Linked DNA regions of Zea mays: region 1 is linked to region 2. A link is a contact called in public Hi-C data. All regions are on one chromosome and are shown on one strand. Each heading gives the region's core, a stretch centred on a gene start, on an enhancer-like site or on the middle of the called end of the contact. The rest is flanking DNA. Distances are from core to core; before and after follow the strand shown.

The links. Hi-C and Micro-C count contacts between places; a contact is called where the count stands out from the background.
Region 1: a Hi-C map of tassel shows a contact between it and region 2, with 4 times the contacts expected there. The contact joins the enhancer-like site here to the promoter of LOC100283594 in region 2. A contact is called at or near these places in 5 of 25 Hi-C or Micro-C datasets (ear, leaf and tassel).

Annotation. Positions count from the first base shown.
Region 1 is chr5:142,728,062-142,734,369 of Zm-B73-REFERENCE-NAM-5.0, forward strand. No RefSeq gene overlaps it. Among protein-coding and RNA genes, the nearest start is that of LOC100275689, 17 kb to the right of the region's middle. Within about 2 kb of position 2,725, at least 16 of the 20 cell types and tissues checked have an H3K27ac peak or open chromatin away from gene starts, as enhancers often do. A contact at or near this core is called in ear, leaf and tassel, where this site is marked.
Region 2 is chr5:142,600,667-142,606,322 of Zm-B73-REFERENCE-NAM-5.0, forward strand. It overlaps LOC100283594, which reads right to left and starts at 2,408. Exons shown (of 9, transcript NM_001156495.1): 1 at 1,977-2,408; 2 at 15-224.

The DNA of each region.
Region 1 (6,308 bases), core at 1,475-3,974, 130 kb after region 2:
TTCTCTCTCTGCATTTCTGTTTGTACCCAAGTAATACATATAATAATGTTTACTTTTTGAATATTTGCATACTTTGATGGGATTTGCCTAAATAGGATTTCCTAGAAATACCGACCCTATTCCTTGATTACCCTGAGATAAATACTATGCTTAGCAATTTATGCTACTGCTCAACTTGATAATTATGATGTCACTCTTTAAATGATATTATTGTTCCGGAAATAAAAATTTGTATTATGATGTTAACCCGATGGTTAAACAAGATCATTTCGAATTAAATGGAACATGGAGTGACCACCTAGGATAACAGTGCAACCACGAGTGTTATAATGGCTCTAGCTTTGGTAATTAGCTCTATAGACTTAGTGCTTAGCAAACCTAACTGAAAGATGGACAAGAGGGGGCGACAGTGGTTTGGTGGCAACTAATGTTAACATGGGGTGGTAGACTTGGCTAAGTCACCTCGCCTAGAGGGCCATCAATACTGACGTGAAAACCTTAGCGGGTGGCTTTGTACTAAGGATATTTTGTGAAAGCCTCATAATTGATCCCTAGCCATTCACCTCGGCAGTGTTTACGGGTCCATACAACACAGGCTAGATGGGATGCATGGCTTGTGGATAAAGTTGTACCACCTCTGCAGAGTGTAAAACTGATATGTCAGTCGTGCTCATGGTTAAGAGCAACCTGGACCCTCACATGATAATTGAACTTAAAGATAGAAAATAAATCGTGATTCGATGATTTATAAATTGTTTGCTTAAGTGGTTTCACTTAAGTGTTTTTGAGATATAATCATGTACTTATGTCTAATTGGGAATTTTGGGATACACTTACAATTAGTAAGTAAGGTGTTGTTAATAAAATATTCACTAATTAAAATGCTTACCGCTTATCCATAGACTACCTTATTAAACTTGCACTACTCCTCCCACTTGTTGAGCCCCGACTATAAGTGAGCTCACCCCTTGCTAATATTTTGATCAGAGGGTGATGAAGAAGACTTTGTCGAAGATGTTGACGAGTACTAAGTCTAACGATGCGTCAGTCATCTTTCTGTGGAAGATCACCCATGTTATATCCGCTGTACTTTGATGACGAAACTATTTAAGACATTTATGTCTGGATGATGTAATAAAGTTATTATACTATCTTTACATCTTTATTGCATTGTCTTTTGATATATTACACTTTGGTGACGGACTGACGCGCGCGAACCCTAGTTCGCCGGCTCGCCGCGCCCCAGCCCCCAGTGCGCCGCCGCGCCACGCGTCGTCCGCCGTCCCGTCCGCTGTGGTGTTGTCCAGTCCAGGCGTCCAGGGTCCGCCGAGCGCTTGCCCAGTGGCCAGCGCAGTAGCGTCCCAGCCGGCAGCCCAGTCTGCGTCCGCCAAGTGTCGAGCCGGCGCCGCCCAGCCTGCCGCGCGCGCCTAGCGATTGGGCGCCTCTCCGCCACGCCCCAGCCCAATCCCTGCAGCCTGCATACTGTAGGTATGTAGCTCCTCGCTCGGCTTCGCTTTCTTGATTTCTTCGCTCCAGACATGGACTACTCGTGCCTTGTGCTAACCGTGCTTTCCGCTGTTTGTCTGCAATGAACAGCCGGCGAGTCAAATTTTTAGTTCTGTGTGTGTGATTGTGATCTCGGGTTCACCTCAGAGTGTAAGGCAGTAACAATCAAAATGAAGAAGAGGCATAGAACATTGCAATCATTTTTTTCTCCAGCTCTCACACCCGTCGGTCCTAATTTGTATATCGTCTCATTGAGTTAGCTTTGATTTTACCAGTGGCAACAGCATATGTGGAGAGAGCTTTCTCATCTATGAATATCATTAAAACTGAGTTGCGGAATAAGACAGGAGACGAATAGCTTAACCATCGTATGGTGTGTTATATTGAGAGGGATATATTTACAAGCATTGATGATGCAAAGATATTGGATTATTTTCAAGGCATGAGAACCCACAGGGTGAATCTACCTAAGGTGAATCTACCTCGTACTAGTGGTATGTACCAATTATTAATATTATTAAATTTATTCAACATTACCTTTCAAGTCACGTTCTTAATATGATTTCCTTCAAGGTTCTGGAGCAAGAAGCACTGATGTTGATGTCGACATGATATATTTGGAAGGAGCTACATCATAACTTGTATATCATCTTTAATATCTATGACAACGTTGTTTCGCCGTACAATTTTTTTATATGCTACCATTAGAATTTATGGTCGCTTCGGCTCGGGCCTTAGCTAATTTCTGGATCCGTCACTGTCTTCCATCCAATTAGGTAGTTTATAAGATGGTAGACTAGCTTATATGCGCCTAGCAATTTGTTGGATCCAGGAAGTCTACGAGACATTGCGCCAATTTGCACCCACTGATACATTGGTGTACCGTGAGTGTAAACTACATTTAACCTACTAGTAGTAAAATATCATTGGTCAAACCCATCTCAAAATAACCAAAATGAAACGTAGGTGCCGTTTGGATCATATTGGGTCGTAAGGAATCCGTTAAAAAGAACCACAGCAGTTTTGTTAAATTTTAGGATTTTTTCCGCGTCCGTCTAAGAAAAACAGTATTTTTTTTTGTTTTGTTTTGTTTTGTTTTGTTTTTTAATTCTCGAGAATAGAGAGTCTATGGGCGTGTTACCGCGCCACAGTGTGGCGCGGTGTTAAGCGGCACACCAAACACGCCCTATGTTTACATGTTACAACTGTCACCATGTGGCGAATATATGTGCGTATTGGAGGCCCAAAACCCTCAATGGGCTCTTCTTACCTGAAGAGGCCGTGCGCTCTACTACAAACGGAAGTAAAAAAAGGGCCCGAATGGGAAACGGGAGGCAAACCAAGGGGCCGAATGCTAGCTAGCATCACAGCGCTGGTGTTCATTTGGTGAAACAACTACAAGCGTGATCCGTATGGTATGGACCGCTCGAATCTGTCGGCACGGGTGATAGATTTGTTCTCTGTTTGAGCACAGAATCACAGCCACTTGTTCACTTGTTGGTGGTCCTTTTCCTTCTTCCTCCTAATACTGGCGCTCTGTTTGTTTCCTGGACGTGCAGCAGGTGCAGGTGCATTCAAGAACCCTTGTTGACAATTTCGCTCCTACCAGCAGCAGCAGTAGTACTCGTGCCGACATCACGTAGGATCCTGCTCTGCAAAATCAGGATGAGCGGCATGTCTCTAGCAGCAAGATCGAGCGATACTGCAACTACATTGTTGTAAAGTTTTGGATTTTGTCCGGATTTGCCGCTAGGCCTAGAGGATTTGGATCCCAATCCACCCCATTTTATTTGGAAACCGACGTTTTCTTGTGCTGCTAAATGACGCGGGCAGATAGCAGAGTAGAGAGGAGAGAACAGTACAGAAGGACTAGGGTTTTTTTTTTTGCTCTCTCTTATAGTTTCTGTAGCAGCAGTAACCAGGCCATTAACAGCCATGGGCGTGTTCGGCAGGCTGCAAGCCGACACTGTTGCAGCTGTTTGGACTGCTGCAGCTGCAATCCATAGAGAGAAAAATACTGTAGAAGCCGCAGCCGCAGCCGGATTGCAGCCGCAGCAAGCCGCAGCGAACAAGCCGCATCATTCCTCCATGCGACCATGCACGGAGGCCGATGCATGGCACTGTTGCTGCCAGAGAGAGAAAGAGAAAAGAGAAAAGAGGGAGATGGAGATTAAAAAAAAGGCCTTTGGTAGCTTTTGGTGCATGCAATGCAACTGCAAGGGCTTTGGACTCGAGCTTTAGTACCCCTCCCGTCTGGCCCCGCTTGGGTTATAGTAAACTGTTTTGGATTTTTGGGTGTATTTGGTTTGATGTCAAAGTAGGATGAGTCGGGGGCGCCACTGTCCCCTTAATTTTTTGGATCACGCCGCTCCCAAAAATCACTCTGGTGTTCACCTCGCTCCCGCTTGACTCTCAATCAAACACTATAAAAAACATGACCGTCTCATTTCATCCCTCTTTGTACATTCAACCAAACGCATCCTAAAGCTGTCAAGGAGAATAGATAGATATTGGCCACCCATATGACCCCATCCATGTACTACACTACTGCAGCTGATGCCTGCAGCACTGACTGACAGCTGCGCCCTTTTTTCCGCCTTTGGATACTAGCAGCAACTAGCAAGAGGCATTGCGACAGACCTTCGTCACCAACCATATATAATATAGTGAGGGATACTATTAGCGCTCAGTTTCCAACAAGCAAAGCATGTGACGCTCAGTTTCGCTTGTGGACTGCGCCTGGAACGGTGGAGGCCGTAACTGTGACGCTCGTGCTGGAACAGAGTGGGAGGGGGAGGAATCTTTAGCCTAGCCGACAGTTCATTGGCTTTAGATTCGTCTCCAAGCCGAAACCATCATGATGGCAAGGAACACGGACGGGCTCAGCAAATAAAATAAATAAATAAATAAATAAATATCGACGAGCATCAAATCAATTGTCATGTACCGTACGTCGTTGTACTATGCAACAGCTGCTGGCTGCTAAAATTCTAATTGTTGCAGCCTTAAAAAACACTCGTGTTTTTTTTTGCACACGTGTAACGGTGTATCTGGACACTACCAATTCCCTTCGGATCAGAGGGAGGAAAAGAAATTAGTTTATTTTCTCTCCCTCTCTCGCTTCTCTCGGATTTCAAAGTGGATCTGAGTGCCCACAAACTCGTCTGAAAGAAACATCCACGTACGTACGTACACCCCTCCGTGCGCTGTAGTAGCTGGTGTTTAGACAGTCTCCAGCGTCCCCTAAATTCCATCATTTAAAGGAATATTCCTTTTCTTTATAGCACCCTCTAAAAATTCCACTCTCTATATTTTTTTCATCTCCAGTAACGTTCTCTAAATTCCATCCTCTATTTCTACAGTGTTAACAAAATCCATAAAGTACCATATTTGCATATAATTTGAACATGACGTAATTAACTAATGCAAAAATGACACTTGGACAATTTTGCGAACGTATATTAATTAGGAAATCAATTATCCATGATTATTGTATATATATTAATTCATGTTGGTTAACTCTAACAAATAATCTGTCGTTCGTTTGCCAACAATAAATTTGCAATTACATATAAAATGTCATTTACGTGTACTTAAATCAATTTCTGGTGTTCAGTTTACACCATGGTCTATGGGTCCCACAATTATCCATGAGTTAGGCTCTTTTCACAAGATATCGATATAGAGGCCAAAAGACCTAAAAAGAAGAAGAAGAAAAAGATACTCTTCAAGATATAGAAATAGAGATGAGTTGGATAAGGAAAATATACATTACAAAAAGGAGATACAAAAAATGTATTGAGAAGTGAGAACCATTGTTTTCAATGAAGATTTGAATATAAAAAAAAGTTAAGGCCCGTTTGGTAGGTTAGAGGGGCTACGAGCATCTCTAAGAGCTCCCCTATCCCTAATCCAACCACCATATTAGGAGAGTTGGCTTAAAATCTCTACTCCAATAGATCCCTCTTTTATCCTCATTAATTGGTGACCACCAAAAACAAGCCAAACTCCTCTCAAATAAACAGGAAGATGCAACTCCACCAATACAACTGGTGGCCAACAATCCTCGTCATTTAGAATTCTCTTGCGTCCGCCACCACTTGCACATACTCTGGCCTCTAGGCTTGCCATCCACCACCTGCTGCCCGAACGCTCGCCACCAGCATGGCTGTGGGCTGTGGCATTGTTGTGTCACTAGAGCTATGGTTGATATGCATATTGGAGAGACGTCGTGGCTGTTCTACATGGATGGGAGCAGGGTGGGGATGAAGGGATGGAGGAGTATACGGTTGGATAAGAGAGACTGGTAGAAGAGTAAAAGGGAAAAAATAAAGTATTAATATGTGACAAGTGGGTTCTATGTTTTAGGGAGGTTTATTGGTGATCTGTTGGAGTATTTCACTCAATATTCTGGAAAAAACACTATTGGTGATCACCAATACTATCCTATTAGGGATGAATTATTGGTAAACTGCTGGAGATACTCTTAGGGTGTGTTTGGTTTGGCTTTTGACTTTGTCTTTTGCTCATTAAAAGCCAAAAGTCAAACCAAAGGGATGGATTCAGGAAGCAGTTTTTTCTAAAAGCCGACTTTCTCGCAGTGCAAAACTGAAACCACCCCTGGACCTGCTTTTAGTGGCTTTCGGATGGAACTGTGAAAACATATATTAAAGAACTTTTAACAGCTTTTAGTGGTTTCCACCAAACGTTTTTTAGGTTTTTAACAGCTCACAACCCACAGTAGCTTTTTCCACAGCTCAGAACCCATAGCAGCTTTTTTTCACAGTCACAGCCCAACCAAA
Region 2 (5,656 bases), core at 1,158-3,657:
GCTTGTGGTTTTACCTTTGTCCTTTGGGAGGGGCGCAGGCTCTTCCTGTAGGAAGCTTGGAGACGTGGGCCCTGCTTCCCAGCGGTCGGGCGGATGGCAAGGGGTGGCGCTGCTTCACGGCGGAACGGCTTCACTTCCCTGCGTCGGAGACCCGATCAGCGGCTCAGAGACCAGGAGGGAGCGGCAGATGGGAAATCGAGTGAGGGGCGACGGATGATGATGGCCTGGGGACAGAGGTGAGGGGATGAGTGACGACGTCGTGAGATCTGGCGAGCAGAGCTAGATCGGTTGGGTTCAGATCGCTCAGAGTGGACGCTGATGCTATTTTTTGAGTTTTTCGATCCAGAATTTTGTTAGGGTGGATCAGATATTTTTCATGATTATTAGATCGAGCCGTGGGTTAAAAATGAAAACCCAGACCACCTGGCACCTGATACACTTGTCGGTGCATCCTAAGGGCTCGTTTGGCAGCCTGGTGAATTGCACACCGGCCAGCCACAACCAGCGGGGGCAATACCTGCATTACCTGTCCCACGTGTAGTGCAGTCCAGCGGGGCATAGGTTCCCTGTGTCCGTTTGGCAAAGATTGTTGCAGGTAACAGACAAGCAGTGCAAGAGGGACAAGCATGCACATCTACGAACAAGTAGTACAGACGGACAAAAGGCAGGTCACATGATAATACTTCTTAACCTTAACAAATAAGTATAGTAATTGAAATATGCAAGAATCACAGATAATTATAAACATGAACATGGAGGTACCATTGCTGGTGCTTTTATTTGACAATATAAATATTTAATTATTTTTAGAAAAATTCTATTTTGCACCAACAAAAGAATTTTACAAATCAAAAAGTCTGCAAAATGGAAACAGTAGCCCTAGCAGCTAGCAAGAGACAGATTGGTTGAGCTCTTCCTGCTTGTGTTCATTGTGTATGGCGATTCATTGATCATCAGAGATTGATTCTCTGTAATTCTCTAAAGTAAACTCAGTGACACATATAGGATTCCATGCATCAACTAAATGAGAAAATCTGCTTTTTTAACTCTCAGCTCCATAGTTCATTCTAGAGAACTGCTCGAAAAAGTTTGGAAAAATTATTTCTCAATAAAAAATTGTTTGATGATAGAGCTTCTTCTAAATTCAGCGTGAAAGATTCTAATGCTTTTCTTCCTTTTTCTTTAAAGAAAAAATATAGAGCTAGGCACAAATAATTACTAGAAGCTACACTCTTCGGGTCTAGAAACAACAAGTAATCTGAAAATGGAGGTCATCAACATTGCGCAGCGCTTGCTAAATCGCAGTTGCTCTGTTGGTGACGGAAAAAAAATTTATTGACACAACCACCACACCAAACAGCAGATGAGATTATTGTTGTCAGTAACTCAGCATCTAGCACTAATAGTATGACCATAGTCACAGTGCTGCTCATCAAAAGATGCATCAGCTTGATAGCACCAGAGAATAAATGCATGTGTTTGTGAGAAATGCAAACTGACATATAATTGAAAACCAAGAAATGCTAATATACTATGGTACAAGAAGAAATTTACTCTCACAACTACATGAGGGTTCCTTTTTAAAATACCAGTATTTAGTAAACTGTAACTTGATCTCAGCTTGGCTAGTTGCTCAGTTCTTAATAGGAACAAGAATATAAACTAAGCCTAAAGTGCGCTGTTTAAAAAATTAAGCCTGAAGTGCACTGTTTAAAAAAACTAAGCTATGTTTAAACTGCACGCACGGATGCACCGATCAATTTATCAGAAAAGACCTAATCAAAACAGAAAGATTTCTAGGTGGAGTTCTAGATTGCAAGTTTAGATTACACGCATGGATGCACCGATCAAACTAATCTATTCTACCAGCAAATCCTCAGCGATGATGCAAGCAAGCACTAGCAGCTTCTTCCATAACGAGAATCAAATATAGACAACAGATCTAAACTGAATAAGATAAAAAGGTGGAAGCTCACCAGATCCTCAGTGTCTTCTACAACGAGAGAGGTGGCGATATAGAAGCGGTGGGTGAGGGCGGATGGAGGGGGACTAAGGGAGGTGGAGCTGGGGGTGATGGAGTTGACCACCGGATCCGGAGGAGGAGCACCGGCTGCCGGATCCAAAGGAAGAGACGAGACGTTCCGTATGCGGCTTTCGGAGGGTAGCGACTGGATCTGGATGAGGTTTGGCGGTGAGCTTCTTCCTATGTGTCTTCTTCGTCGGCGCCAGTGGAAGGTCAGTCGTGTCCGAAGGAGGAGAGGCGGCGACGATGGAGACGCGCACGTGCGCCGGGGCGGTGGAGGTGAAGGTGGCGGCCGATATCTGGAGGACGAGACGGGGCTTACGTGCCCGACCATCCGGGGTGTGTTTTTCTTCCCTGTGAAAACCGCCCCGAACCGGGGTCAAGCTTCCCTTTCCGTGGACTTCCAAATGCCAAAATAGTAAGACGAGTCTTATGTTACACTGGGTGTGTGGAGGCTGGGTTTTGGCCGGTAAACCGACCGATTTGGAGCCTCCCAAACGAGCCCCGTTCGGCAGGCCAGCGTCCAAACCAGGCCAGAATCGAAAGCAGCTCAGAATCGAGTGATACATGTGTTGTCACTAATTTTTGGTCACTAGCCCAGGAACCAATCCAGGAGGTAGCTCATCAGGACTCGTTCCAGACCAAGAATTGAGCGAAGGGAATTTAAATCAGGTGGGTCTATTTCTGGTCCAGATTAAAACGAACGGCTCTAACAGACTGGGCCGGATTCTAAACCGGGTTGATTCATCCCGCCCGGAAAGAGGCTAGGAATAGACCGTTCCGGCCGAAACGAACGACGCCTAAGACTATCTCTGGACTCTCGTTATCCCTCCATATTTTACTTCATATTTCAAACTTCATTATACAAACAGTACAATTTGCTGTGTAAAACAGTGTTTTGCATGATCATTTATCGGTCTGATGAAGATGTCCTAAAAGGTTAATAAATGAGTCAATTGTGGATTTAAAATGGTTTATGCTTCAAGCTAACTAAGGGTCAGTTTAGTATGTCTCCGACTTCTCTTCAATATTAGCTCCTCTATAAAAGTTAGTGTTTTTTAACAAATTGTTTGACAAAACGGTTCTCTTGGCACAAGAGAAGGGCAAACTAGGGAGCAGAGGAGCCGCTATAATCTAGTTTTTTTTGCTCCGGCTACTCTCTATAAAAATAGCTCCAGCTACTCATTGTTCTTTGTTAGGGGTTCTTTTTTAGACTGTTTGGAAGGGCCCTGCAGGAGGCGAAGCTGGAACCGGTTTGGAAGCTCTTCCAAACATGCTCTAATATAATAGTACTAGAAATCTTATAGCAGTATACTACTAGATATATCATAGTTTTTTAGAAACACATTAATTCAAATAGCTTAAATATTAGTCATGGATATTATATAGAACATTGTGGCTAGAAAAGTAATAAATGAATAGTCTTATAAAAATATATATATCTTTGTAATTACACACCGTTTGTACTAACATCCTCAATACTACATTAAAAATTGAAAACATCAACTTTTTCAAAAAGTAAGATAAGTAGATAACATTATATACTAGACTAATACAAGTATACAACATGCGTCTCGACCCTCAAGTGTAAATTCGTCTTACAATTTCTTAGACCTTGAAAGTAGTGTCGGCATTTCGACCCCGAGGGGTCATTGGACCGACGAGTAAATTGTGGCTGCGTGTCCCAGTCCAGATGGGTCGGCGCGAGATGGAACACAAGGGGGGAAAAGGGAACCGTGGCTCGTGTTATCCTGCGCCCAGGGCGGATGCGCTTGCAGTAGGGGGTTACAAGCGTTCGCGAGGGAGAGAGAGAGTCTGTCCGTCAGCCCGTCCTCCCGCGCAGCCACCTTCTCGTACGAGGGTCCTAGACCTTACTTTTATAGATGTAAGGAGAGGGTCCAGGTGTACAATGGGGGGTATAGCGATATGCTAACGTGTCCAGCAGAGAGGAGTCAGAGCCCTATGTACATGCCGACGTGGCTGTCGGAGAGGTGCTAGTGCCCTGTGCATGTGGCGTCGTGGCCATCGGAGGAGCGCTTGAACCCTGTAGAAGCACAGCTGACGGGACCTTGCTGACGTCTCCTTGCTTCCGTAGGGGGCTGAGAACTGCCGTCGTCACGGGAGCACGCGGGGTGTCATCATTACTTGTTTTACCGGGGCGAGCCAGATGGGACGCCGGTCTTGTTCCCCGTAGCCTGAGCTAGCTAGGGGTAGGGCAATGATGTACCCCCCCTATGAAGTGGTCGGCCCGAGCTCAAGGTCGGGCGAGGTGGTGACTCCTCCGAGGTCGAGGTTGAGGCCGAGCCCTGGGGTCGGGCGAGGCGGAGACCGTCTTCCGAGGTCGAGGTTGAGTCCGAGCCCTGGGGTCGGGCGAGGCGGAGACCGTCTTCCGAGGTCGAGGTTGAGTCCGAGCCCTGGGGTCGGGCGAGGCGGAGGCCGTCTTGCGAGGTCGAGGCGGGGGCCGAGCCCCGGGGTCAGGCGAGGTGGAGCTTCCTATGGCGCCTGAGGCTGGACTCGGTTGCTGTCAGCCTCACCCTGGCGGGTGGCACAGCAGTCGGAACAGGGCAGGCGGCGCTGTTTTCCTGTCAGGTCAGTCAGTGGAGGGGTGAAGTGACTGCAGTCACTTCGGCCCTGTAGACTGAGGAACGTGCGTCAGGATAAGGTGTCAGGTGATCCTTGCATTGAATGCTCCTGCGATGCGGTCGGTTGGCGAGGCGATCTGGCCAAGATTGCTTCACTGCGAAGCCTGCCCGAGCTGGGCCTCGGGCGAGTCGAAGGTGCGCCCGTTACTTGAGGAGGCCCTTGGGCGAGGCGTGAATCCGCCTTGGTCTACTATTCCTGCCCGAGGCTGGACTCGGACGAGGCGAGATCGTGTCCCTTGAGTGGATGGAGCCTTGGCCTGAATTGCGCCCATCAGGCTTTTGCAGCTTGTGCTGATGGTGATTACCAGCCGAGATTAAGAGTCTTGGGGGTACCCCTAATTATGGTCCCTGACAGTAGCCCCCGAGCCTCAAAGGGAGTGTTGGTACTCGCTTGGAGGCTTTGTCGCACTTTTTTGCAAGGGGACCGACCTTTCTCGGTTATATTTTGTTCCGGTGAGTGCGCGCGAGCGCACCCGCCGGGTGTAGCCCCCGAGGCCTCGGAGGAGTGGTTTGACTCCTCCGAGGTCTTAGTGCCTTTCGTGACGCCTCGTCCGGTCTCGTTGTTCCCTCATGCGATCTGACCGTAGCTCGGGTGCATGGTCAGGTTCCTAGTTCTCGGGCTGGTATGTTGACGCTGTCAACGGTTTGGCCAGAGCCGGGTTTGGAGAGCAACCCACAAGCCTCTGCACAGAGCGAGAGGACGGTCAAGGACTGACTCGACTTTTATCATACGCCCCTTCGTCGCCTTTCCGCAAGGAGGAGGGGGGAAAGCGCCATGTTGCCCTCGGAGGGCGCCGAACATGGTGTCTCCAGTGAGTTGCTAACGGGTGATCCGAGTGGACGCCCGTGCCCCGTTCGATAAGGGTCGGCTAGTGGCCCAGAAGCGCGCTCCAAAAGTACCTGCAGGTGATTTGCCGGACCCGGTCCCGTTTGATAGGGTCCGAGGGCTCGATGCCTCCCTCTGATGGGATTCCGTTACAGAATCGCTCCT